4 separate regions of the Mus musculus genome follow, and regions 2, 3 and 4 are each linked to region 1. Evidence: chromatin contacts called from public Hi-C data. All regions are on one chromosome and are shown on one strand. The core of a region is the stretch at or near the end of the contact, and the rest is flanking DNA. Distances in the headings are between cores, read along the strand shown. Region 1 has its middle 24 kb from the start of Gm13219. Region 2 overlaps Taf3 (TATA-box binding protein associated factor 3). Region 3 has its middle 260 kb from the start of Gm30957. Region 4 has its middle 200 kb from the start of Gm30957.

What was found. Hi-C and Micro-C count contacts between places; a contact is called where the count stands out from the background.
Region 2: a Hi-C map of the N1E-115 cell line shows a contact between it and region 1, with 4 times the contacts expected there. The contact joins two enhancer-like sites. A contact is called at or near these places in 2 of 484 Hi-C or Micro-C datasets (the N1E-115 cell line and myocytes) and 1 of 115 datasets of contacts at active chromatin or transcription factors (astrocytes).
Region 3: a Hi-C map of the N1E-115 cell line shows a contact between it and region 1, with 7 times the contacts expected there. The contact joins two enhancer-like sites. A contact is called at or near these places in 2 of 484 Hi-C or Micro-C datasets (the N1E-115 cell line and embryonic stem cells).
Region 4: a Hi-C map of the N1E-115 cell line shows a contact between it and region 1, with 3 times the contacts expected there. The contact joins two enhancer-like sites.

Annotation. Positions count from the first base shown.
Region 1 is chr2:9,327,140-9,330,065 of GRCm38.p6, reverse strand. No RefSeq gene overlaps it. Among named protein-coding and RNA genes, the nearest start is that of Gm13219, 24 kb to the left of the region's middle. Within about 2 kb of position 1,390, at least 6 of the 459 cell types and tissues checked have an H3K27ac peak or open chromatin away from gene starts, as enhancers often do. A contact at or near this core is called in the N1E-115 cell line, where this site is marked.
Region 2 is chr2:10,008,004-10,010,929 of GRCm38.p6, reverse strand. The region is part of intron 2 of Taf3 (TATA-box binding protein associated factor 3); the gene reads left to right. Among named protein-coding and RNA genes, the nearest start is that of Taf3, 39 kb to the left of the region's middle. Within about 2 kb of position 1,494, at least 26 of the 459 cell types and tissues checked have an H3K27ac peak or open chromatin away from gene starts, as enhancers often do. A contact at or near this core is called in the N1E-115 cell line, where this site is marked.
Region 3 is chr2:8,683,943-8,686,868 of GRCm38.p6, reverse strand. No RefSeq gene overlaps it. Among named protein-coding and RNA genes, the nearest start is that of Gm30957, 260 kb to the left of the region's middle. Within about 2 kb of position 1,383, at least 1 of the 459 cell types and tissues checked has an H3K27ac peak or open chromatin away from gene starts, as enhancers often do. A contact at or near this core is called in the N1E-115 cell line, where this site is marked.
Region 4 is chr2:8,750,090-8,753,015 of GRCm38.p6, reverse strand. No RefSeq gene overlaps it. Among named protein-coding and RNA genes, the nearest start is that of Gm30957, 200 kb to the left of the region's middle. Within about 2 kb of position 1,380, at least 1 of the 459 cell types and tissues checked has an H3K27ac peak or open chromatin away from gene starts, as enhancers often do. A contact at or near this core is called in the N1E-115 cell line, where this site is marked.

The DNA of each region.
Region 1 (2,926 bases), core at 141-2,640:
TTTATATATGTGATTTCTATAGGTATTTGTGTGCAGGCACATGTGCTCATATGTGTGTGCATATGAAAGCCAGAGATCAAGCACAGATGTTCCACAGGTAGCCCATCCACCTTAGCTTTTGTTTCCTTGTTTTGTGTTTTGTTTTTCCGATGTGAATTTTTTTCACTTACCTGGAACTTCTACAGTTGGTGAAACTGACACTCTAATGATTTCACCACCAGTTCCTCAGCAAGTCATGTGATTTCCACATTGCTATTTCATAATTTACGTGTGTATGTTTTTCTCACCATATCTAGAATTTTCTTGAAGTTAAGTGCATATATTTCCTATATTTGTGCATTAATTGTGGCATAGCATAACGGTAAAGGCAACGGAGCATAGACTTAGTGAGTTTGTGGCTCTACTACTTTTGAACCCTATGACCGCTTACAAGATATTGAATTTCATTACATTGTAGTTTTCCCACTGGGAACCTGTAGCTAATATTACTAGCTACAAAGAGTTGTTGGCAAGATTGACTAGCATAACTGTAAAGATTCACTTGTTTTAGGGTCACTGAAGTCATCCAACAAATATTATTCCTATTGGTAGCATGAGTACAGTTATTATCATTCTTGGTGACAGCACAGAAAGCAGTAATAAACAGACAATAAACACAATTTTAAAAGTGTGTGAGGTGCGATTGGTTTTGCTTTGATGCTTGAGACTAGGTCAGGATTTCAGTCTTCCTGCCTCAGTATCTCAAATGCTGGGATCACAAGCATATGCCCTACATCAGTCACTGTGTGTGTGTGTGTGTGTGTGTGTGTGTGTGTGTGTGTGTGTGTGTAGGCTACAGAACAGCTTCAGCTGTCACTGTCTGTGTTTTTTGGGGATCAAACTCAGGTCCTTGTATTTTTGTGACTGGCACTTTATACACTGAGCTATCAACCTGGCAACTCTACTGTTACATTTACAAGTATATTGTGGCATAAATATTCATGATAGTTATTAAATATTTTAAACTTTATAAATTATAATTATGTAAGGCACACTATAGACTTTTTCAAAATCCAGAGGATTATAGTCTTACATACTAGCCACAGCAAAAGTAGACAAAATAGAGACAAGAAAATACGAATTTTCACAATAGTATTATAGTTGCTGCTATAATAAGGTAGATTTCATAATCTAGGTATATTGCAAAAACAAACTTCCTAGGTCATAAATGAGTGGGGATACTGAGAGATTGGTAGGATCCTGAGTGATTGGTGGGACCCTGAATGATGGGTGGGATCCTGAGAGTTTGGGTCTATGTATACCAGCATGTTCCTCATCTAGGAGAGGCTTGTAGCAAAGGAGGTGAGAGAGCCAGGTGGCTTTCCTGCTTGTCTGTTACCCAGCCTGCTGACTCATCTATAGCCAGAGCATTTGTCTCTTTCGGGGTGATTATTAGTCAGTGATGACTAATATTCCCAGGCTAATTGGTGATTCCAAAATGTTTTCCAAAGAACTAAGATGCTCTGTTGTGCAAGTCCATGTCCTTAAAACCTTATCAGATAAAACAAATGATGTCATCACACTTCTTCCTGACTGGCACTACAGTGCTTTCCTGCTCAGATCCAGTTTGCTCAAACATCAGATGTGAAGCCACTTCTCTTTTATTGTCACCGAAGTCAATGCTTTGCAGCATGGCGAAAGGATCTAAGAGAAGCTTTTGAACTCTAGGTTCAATGTGGGTATGTCCTGCTTGTAGCCTACACCTCAGGCTGTGGTACTTCTGTGACGGACAGAAGGAAGGTGGCCATTTTAAGGTTCCAAATAATGGGTAATGAGGGTGGCCAATGACCTGTTACTTGTTCCTGAGAAGAGTTAAGTATTTGATGTGCCTATCTGAGGAGCACGGCCTCACAATGATGGACTGATGAGGAAAAAGAACCTCCGGAGCCTTGAGTCCTGAGTGTGTTTGGAGCCTGTGAATAGTGATGGGTTGTCTCTCACATGGTTAGTTGTTGAATTCACAGTTCCTTCCACTGCTCTTATGGGTGACTAGAAAACCAGAAACATAACATATGGTGTTTTAGAAAATATCCACAGTCTATCAGTCAGGAAAAAACTCAGTGAAAGCCACTCCCTAAGGAGTGTGTTATTCCAGTCAATAGGTGGTAAGTGATTGAATACATACAGTGTCACTTTTCAGAATCCACTAAGTGACAGATGATGTGTATCAGAGAGGACTTCAATTCAGTTAACGTGATCTCACCCAGCTTCAAAGCCAAGGATGTTCCATCCCTCCTGGGGATTACTGAGTGGCTTTTTGTGTCTCCAGGCCATGATACTATCTCTGCCAGGCCCAGGGCATGTTCTTCCTGGTCTAACTGCTCCTTACCACTCCAGCATCTGGAGTTGAATCTCACCATCTCCACCCAGCTTGACTTCACACTCTCTCCACCCTGTCTGACTTGAGGCCGATTACTGGCAAAAATTTAATGAGCCGTGCTCTGGAGCACCCTCAAGACTACTCTTGATATCCCCCCTCCATGGTAGCAAGATTCTCCCCATCTCCATTTCTCATTTTAACACCCACCTCTCTTCCCTTTGCCTGTCTTCTCAGATGCTATCACCTCTGCAGGATGCTCCCAAAATATTCCTTCTGCCCAGTAACAATTTAGATTGTGCCCTTAGATGCTCTTCTAAAGCTTTGTTTATTGTCAGTTCCTCCATGAGCCTTGGACCACTTTGATAATGGCACATGCTTGTGGAAGGCTTCACACTAACTGTGTATCACAAATCTGAATACACAGAAGAGCTCAACAAATAGGTGTAAAGTAGATACAAGAACTTACCTGATTTGAATATGAACATCCTCATTGTATGGCTATGAAACCTGGAATGTACTCATTCTAAAAGACACACTAAGACTATGGAAGCATTTGAGTGAAGCTAT
Region 2 (2,926 bases), core at 245-2,744, 680 kb before region 1:
AATTTCATCAGAAGGCTTTTCATATGTCAAGTTAAACATTGGTTTAGGTTTAACGTGACACAAGTTGGATTTCATCATTTACATTAAAAGCAGCACAATTTCCTGGCCTTTTTTTTTTTTTTTAAAAGAAAATCAGAGTAAAGAGCTAAATCCGAGTGGAATGGCCCAGCCTGCTTCCCAAGCCTGCACAGCAAGCAGGCGGCTGGGTGCAGAGGGAGCTCACAAGAACCCACTTTCACTTCTAGGCGCCTCTCTGCAGACAGAGCTACCTGTGCCACCTCTGGCCTTGTAACTAAAGTACTTCATGAAGTTAAAGAAAATTCTCAGAAAATGCTGCTTCCTTCATTCTACAAGGCTACTCATAGTGCTAAGATTTCTGTTCTTCCTGGCCTTTCCCCCCTATAAAAATGTCATACTTTATGTCTGCAGGGTTCTATAACTGCCAGTAGAGGGCACTGTTGTAACGCAAGAGAAATGTATTGCTTCCCTAACTCCTTGTCTGCCTTTGCAATTTGCAGTGTTTTTAAAAGCAATATTCTCTATGTAATTAAAATCCGTTCTCTGTATAATTAGCAGTTGAGCCGTATTCTTTGTGGCAGAGTTTGTTTGTGGATGGCATTTTTTTAAGTCTGTGTTCCATCTATAGCTAAGTGCCTAAACTGCCCTCTATTAAAATATAGGAAGTTGTGTTGCTTTTTCTCTACACTAAGCAATGCTGGAGATGGAAATGTATAAAAATTACTTTAGGTTTCATTTAGGCCCTACGAGCTAATTATCCAGTAGGGAACGTTTAAAATTCTTGGTTCCAGTGGAGTTAATATGCCATGGTCAAGAGGAGTGTTCGGGTGCCTGGCGTAGTAGCAGGACCGCTAATTCTGTGCTAGTGCTCTGCTGATGCAAGCTACTGATCACCTTAGCAAGTTTGCTAATAACTTTTCCTTTCGTGCTTCCTTAAAATCATATGCCATCGATACAGTTATCAAACCACTAAAGAGTGATGTGGAAAGGTGGCTGAAACTGCCTCTCTTGCTTAACTCTCATAAATGTCATTTGGAGTGACTAAATGTGTACTCATGGCCTGGCCTCTGCAGGCTCTGGAGGGCAGTGAGACTAGAGAGTCCCAGCCTGGAGTTCAAGCGCCCGGGCCGGCCGGCCACACTTCGTAAGCTTTATGGTTTGCCTCCCCAAGTAGTCTAAAATCAAAGAAATTGATTTCAAGGCCAAACTATAACGTCTTTTCTCAGTTTTGGAACTGAAACTTTATGACTAATATTTTGAAATTATTTCATTTTGTGCTTTAAAGTTGCAAGAGAAATTTAGTTGAGAATCAGAAATCTTAGCACTATGAGTAGCCTTGTAGAATGAAGGAATCAGCATTTTCCTGAGAATTTTCTTTAACTTCATGAAGTACTTTAGTTACAAGGCCAGAGGTGGCACAGGTAGCTCTGTCTGCAGAGAGGCGCCTAGAAGTGAAAGTGGGTTCATGTGAGCTCCCTCTGCACCCAGCCGCCTGCCTGCTGTGCAGGCTTGGGAAGTAGGCTGGGCCATTCCACTCGGATTTAGCTCTTTACAATCTGATTTTAAAAAACAAAACAAAACACTGTGTTAACATTTGAGAAGAGTGAGCCTGTGTAAGGGCACTATCATAACATAAAGGGAAACACTTGGAACTATCTTTCAGGCCTCAGTCACTGGAGGTGTCATTTCAGGATATTTGAGTTTAACTAAAGTGAAAGCTGAAAATTTCAGGCTATGGTAAGGAAGGATTCTGCTGTTTTTCACAGAGTTTTTCTGATGTTATAGCTGTCCCCAAAGGAAGACATTCAGTTTCTTCCCTGTTGGTCCCCTGCTCCTTTGTACTTCATGGGACTTCTTAAGACAGAGGCTTTGCTGTTTGTTTAAAATATACTAGGTAGGTTAGAAAAAAAAATAACTGAATGTTGTTTATCTGAAGGCATAAAACCATTGCTTTCTTATTTCTTATAACCAAAGAGGAAATAAAGCAAAATTTCCTTTTGTTGGAGCATTTGTATTGAATGTGGGGACTTGCCTGTATTGTCTTGTAATGGTTATCGCTGCCTTTTCGCCCACAGAGGCTATCACAGGTTTTAGTCTGGGCTGTTTGTATTCAGCAAGGTCAAGATAAGTTTTATCTCTACAGATAAGTCAAGTGCATTAGGATCGATAGGCAATAGTAAAATTCGCTGAAAATATTATTGCCAAGTTCTTAATGATTTTTAAAGCTATAAGCTTGTCATGTGGAATATACCCATACTGGTTTTTATTTATTTGAATGGCACTAAAAGTGTCATTAATTATGCAGGCTTTTTAAAGAGACAGGAACCGATTAAAGTAGCGTTTGGGCAGCCGTGAGCCGTGAGCTCCAGTGTTAAACTGATGAAGTATGAGAAGCTGCTTGGTTTTCTTTTTAAAGAAAATGCCAAGAGAACAAATATTATAGAAGGCATTTATAAATTAAAAACATAACTTGAGTTTCCTTGTTAAAATAATCATTTTTGACTTTGTATAGATATCCATCTTACCCAGGGGCCACGCCACAGATTTTGGTTTCCTTAGCTGAGAAACTCTGGTGGGAAAGGAAACCTATCCTACCCGTACGAGGAGCTGTGAGGAACCCTTTGTAAGAACTGCTGCTTGAGTGTGTGACAGGCAGAGAAGACAGGAAGGACACAGACTCATTCACTGGTTTGTTTTTAACTCAGAGGAACACCCTTCTGATACCTTTCTCATAGAGTTTCGAGTCTGTTTGTTTCCATTTTCTGCAGGTAAGACCACCATCACCTTAGGGCAAATGTACCTAGAATTTATTTTCTTTCTTGGTAGCAATCCTGCTAGATGCCCCCATGCAGGGGCCACATTACAGTTGGAAAGCACACGCTCTAGAGAAGTTACATGTCTCGGTGGG
Region 3 (2,926 bases), core at 134-2,633, 640 kb after region 1:
AAATAATACAAGCCATGATTACGCTTTAGGAGCTAGGAAAGCTACCAGGTACCCTTTGCCCTTGGTAATCTTTCTGATAATATCCTGAGGTAAGAGGACTTCGAACACCAACAACACTCTTAAACAGTAATTTAAAGCACAAAATAATGCTAAAGTAAAGTTTCTGTAGTTGATCAGTAGGTATAGTTGGGCTTGATCCCAGAAAACCATATTTTAAATGACTGTTTTAATTTTTGCCACTAATGCAACCCAATAATTGAATATAATATACAAGATTTGCCCCTTTCTGAGAACCAAAACACAACTATATTTCCCATTGATAACAAATGGAAGAGATTTATTTATTGCATACAATTTTGTTTACTAGCAATCCTAGGGCAAATTCTGTGATGGGTAAAGGTGACACAAGCAAATAAAATATCATTCCTGACCCTGAGATATCAAAGGTAGGCAAGTCACATGTTAAATAACTCTGACACTCTCGTTTTAAAATCAGAATTGAATTTCTTATTCAAATAGGACTATATTTGACTTTCCTACTCTCAAAGAAAAAAAAATGAAATGACGAAAGCAAACTTCAGCTGGGATCCCAGCAGAGTCCCTTTTGTTCCATTTGGCCCACCCTCCCAGGTTTTATGGGGCCATCAACATTTGTTGACTCTCCAATCTTTATCATGTCTACCTTTGTCAATATCAATGACTGCTGCAGTTAGTTGGTACCTTTCTAGAAGTTTCCAAACTGTTTCAAACAGATATTAAAATTCTGTACAGGATCAAAGCATCAGTTCCATGCTTATTTACTTCTTGTCCTTTGAGGTAGTTTTGGTTTCTAACGAGAATTTGTTTTAACAATAACACCACTCTTCTGAGCCCACTTCAGGCTTGAAATAAATAATGTTTTAAAAGTTGGTGTAAGGCAGAAAAGAAATGAGGCTGGTTCCTCATTGACTCAGTCTAAACAGTTGCCCTTTTATTTCCTAGTGAGACACAATTATTACATCATTTAAGTCTCAATACACTGCCCACATTGCTAAATTGTGATAGCAGGCTACTGATAAAGTCTTTGATTAGTCCCAGACCACTTCTGTAGATGTCAGCTTCCATTCAGTGCTGGCATCTTGAGGCAATGCTTGTTGTCAGTGGCTTTGTATACTCCTTAAGTTAATTACTACTCATGTGCTCTTGAGATTGAGTTGAGCTGATGGGTGTCAGTAGCTTTCAGGCTAGGAAAGGGATGAGCCCATAAATGTTGAAGGTGCCTGATCTGATGCCATGCGAGTATTTATACTCAGTTTTCACATGACACTTGAAAGTTGTGATAATCATATGGCTTCAGCTTTAATCTGAGGAGGTGTCCAAATCCCCACTACCAAAGCTTTTGCCCATCACTAGTTAAGAATAAGTCATATTGTTAGGGATTTGTTACTATTAACCAGGCCCCCTCTTGCAATTACAATCTTTAAAAACTAAATAAAATAATTTCATAAAATATAAGCAATCTATAGATTGTCACATCAATCAGATACTTACCTCATTACTATTCAAATGTAGCAGCTTTATGGAATTTAAAGGTTTTTTTTTTATACTTCAAAAGAATTTAATCTTCATTATAAGATGTCACCTTCAACCTCCTAAAGCTCACCCAGTCACCTTGACCCTGTTCTAGTCACTGAACAGGAAGCCTGCTTGCTAGGCTCACTTTCTTCAAGCTTACCAATGCCAACACAATGCCATTAAGACTCGTATGGTAATTGGAGCCAAAAATGCCTGGGCTCAGCTCTCATCAACTCATTGCTGACTGAGCAATTAATTTTTCCTTGCTGAGTGTTTATCCATATCACCAGTAAAATGGGAACAAAACTGGTTGATGCCGAAGTGTAGGTGAGAGGAAAGTATGCCAATGCATGTGTGGTGAGTGTTTTAGAAGGGGAAAGCTTATAAATTGTAGAGACAATCTTAGGAGAACCAGACTTCCTCAGTTCTCATGAAGATGGCACAGTCACCCTAAGTTGTAATGGGGTAGAGCTGAAGGGAATACAGTTAAGATATAAAATGCAAATATGAGCCAAGCTAATAAGTATCTGAGATGCTCAATGGACAAAAAGATGGTATAGAAATGAGAGAGCATATTTGGACCATCAGAGAGGTAGTAGGGCATAGGCAAAGCAGGTTTGCTCAGAGTTGTCATGCATTACCTTCTTCTGTTTGTACACAAAATATGAGAAACTATATGAAGCCATAATACCAATGCCTTTAAGTTTAAAATTAGTTAGTAGCATCAATATATCTATATTTCTTTATTTGTTTTCTCTTTTAACATTTAATCATATTCTGTTTCAACACGGAAGAATTCTGATAAAGAAGGTGAAAAAACTCATGTTTCTAAATAAGCTAATAGACATTTATATACATAAACATGCACATAGCTCCATGGAAACACACGTATGTCAATAATGATATAATAAGCTTATAAATTTATAAAAAATATAGAACAGAATCAACAAACAATTCATTTATTCTTGCAACGCTATCAGGGTTCAAGACATTCTTGAAAATTTTATCTAAAATTGCCTTCATAATCAGGTTGGAAATGCTCAGGGAACTCATGGTTATTAACCAATGTTGGTTTGTAGAAGAAACATCTACAATTTAAACATATTACAATATCAGTCTCAATATCTAAGATATAGAATTAACTTAAATATCCATCAATTAGTAAGCATCTAAGAAAAGCATACTCATATCTATATTTATATGTATGTATATCTATATCTATATCTATATCTATATCTATATCTATATCTATATCTATATCTATATCTATATCTATCTATCTATCTATCTATATATATATAGATATTCTGTATACTCATGTTTTTTACTGCCACTTATATACAATATAGATAAACTTAAAATACATTAATAT
Region 4 (2,926 bases), core at 131-2,630, 580 kb after region 1:
AATCAACAGCTAAAATGAAAAGTAAGTAACTGAGATTTGTTTGCTGTATGTCTTGCTCATCAGTCAGTAGGCTTTCATTGGAATATATATTCATTTACTTTGGACTCAGTGGTCTAAGCCATTTTCAACAACCCAGGATCTGCCAACAACATGCAAAGTAGAGCAAAATAATATAAAAAGGTATGCATAAAGAATGTGTACATTAACTGTTTAACACACAATGACACCTTTATTTTAAAAGCATATAGCAGAATCAAATCAAATTTAGAAGTGAATGGAATATCTTCTTGCATATTCATTAGTTAAAACACTTAGAAAATTTTTTCTTTAAAAGGAAAACATCTTTTCTTTGCCTTCCCATTTTTCTCCTAGATTTGCGTGACTTACAGGCAAACACTTTCATCCAGAAAGAAATCCATCCAAATTAAGATAATGAATTGGCACATTGTTAAGTATCCATACGAATGTGGTACAGCCTCCACTTATCTCCTCCTTGGATGTGGTGTAGTTACCATGTGTGCTTTACGCCTTGAGGCTGAAAACTGGGTTTTCTGTATACAGCAATATATGTAGCCAACTTAATGTGCTGACCCTTTTACTGTTAATCGTGTAAAAAAATACAAGTATGTGGTTTACAGTTCTCCTCTTCACTTACTTTTGGCCTGGCCTTTGAATTTATAAAGTGTTCTTATTACAGATTGTGATCATGTGTCACAAATCAATTCTGTGACATTTTTGCCACTGGTAGAGAGATACAGGAGTGACAGCTTATCCGAAGCAAGGAAAGAAGGATTTAAAGAGTCAGAGAATAAAGCAGATCTCAGTTGTGTGCACCACGAACTACTTTCTTAAACTTAGTATTGACTATTGAGCAGAGATTTTTAAATAATTCTAACCTGAATTTCAAGTATTGAAATAAGCCATTTTAAACTTATGCCACTGAAAATTTCTTCAATGTCTGACATCTTGACAGTTTACACATAGGACTCAGTTTAGAACTCTATTATCATTTATTTTATTATTCTCTTTTCTTTTGGGCACCTCCATTGCCATCTAATGTCCTTCACTTCACTCTGAAACCCCTTCTTTCCACCCTCCCTCACTGACTAAACCATTAGCCACACAGTACATTTGAATACAGATTAGATTTTCCAATTTGTAACTACATGTTAAGAACATACTAATTGCAAGATTTTACGTAAAGAATATATAAAACAGGCTGGACAGATGGCTCAGTGGTTAAGAGCCACTGGACCACTGATTGTTCTTCCAGAAGTCCTGAATTCAATTCCCAGCAACCACATGATGGCTCACAACCATCTTTAATGAGATCTGATTCCCTCTTCTGGTGTGTCTGAGGACAGCTACAGTGTATTCATATACAGAAAAGAATATGTAGAACACTTCTCCTTAGAAATAATGCTTTGAAGATATAGGGACTTGGAGATCGAAAGGCCTCTTTCTGGAGTCTCACTTTGTATCTCCATTTGAGGTAGTAGTTGCCTAGAACTATCTATGACATATAATCACTTCAGTGACTGAAGTGATGTGCATGCAGAGAAGAATTTACAATACAAATTTACATTCAAGACAATTAGTTCGCTGGTGAAAAATTAGAAAAAAAACTCATTTTGTAAAAGTGTTATAATTATGATATCCCTTTCCATTGGTTACAGGTTCTAACAATGTGCTTTGCAGGTCTATGGAATATCACTCTGCCCATTATACAAAGATTGGGTAGCATTTGAGCATGATGTCCTTGGGTTAACACAATGTTTTGTATTGCTAAACTTGATCTCAGTAGAAAAGGTAAAAGAAACCATAAAGGACTACAAAGGGCATCTGCTCCAAAATGAAGAAAAAAAAAGAATATATATATATAACTTGAAACTTGGAAGTAAGCCTCATTGAGATTGAAAGAGTCTCTCAACATGAACTTTCAAACAGCCATTCTGAGGCTTACAAGAGCTCTCAAATCATCTGTTTCATAGCATTTAACATGTATAAGGGAATCAACAGTGAAAGGACTTTGTCAACAACAAAAACAGCAGGAGCTGTTCTTGAAACCAATATTATTTCTTAATTAACTGTTATTTTAGTTGCAGTAATAATTACTTTAAAATTTTCTAGAAAATATAAAATCATGATTTTTGTCTAAACTCTGCTGACCCTCACAGGTAACAACGACCAGGCATATTGGTACCAGGGCATAGCAAAGCTGCTTTCTTTAAATGTGAGCCTCTCCTGTAGCACCTCTGCCTCATCAGCTTAAAACAGATTCAAACTCAATTACTGCCATCATTTCTTGGCATTAAATTCTAGTTAAAGAGCATTTTTCAAACTGAACACTTATAGTTAACTGAATTTCCAGACTACAGTTCTCGAGTTTTGGACAGCTGAGGAGACAGATGTGCACCAATGCTCCAGTGCCATCCAGAACACAACGCAATTTCCTATCAAAAGCCAAACATCTTTCCTTCTATGTAATGGGAATAGTCTTTCCTAAAAGTGTAGAGTAAAGAAGATCAGAACATTTGGAGAGACTCTAAAGGCTTGCCTTTTATCTGATGTTGATAAAGAATGAAAATCCCCAGCACAATAATGACTGGATCTTTTAAAACACCCACAGCAATTCTATTCCCACGAATATTCAGTACTTCAAACATGAAAACTTGTCCCACAAAGGCAATTAATTTTTGTCTTTTTGATGTGTGTAGCATTTGTTCCAGCTACCCTTAGGGGACAGAATCCTTACCATTAGCACTAGATGTCAAATTGAAGCAGCAAGGCACCACATATAGCCTTTATTTTACTAGATAGAGAAGCATTTGTGACTGGCTTATTATGGCTAGCCTCACCATTATATTGAACTAGACCCAATAAAGAAATTATCTATCTAGTAAATTCAGCAAAACACATAATAGAA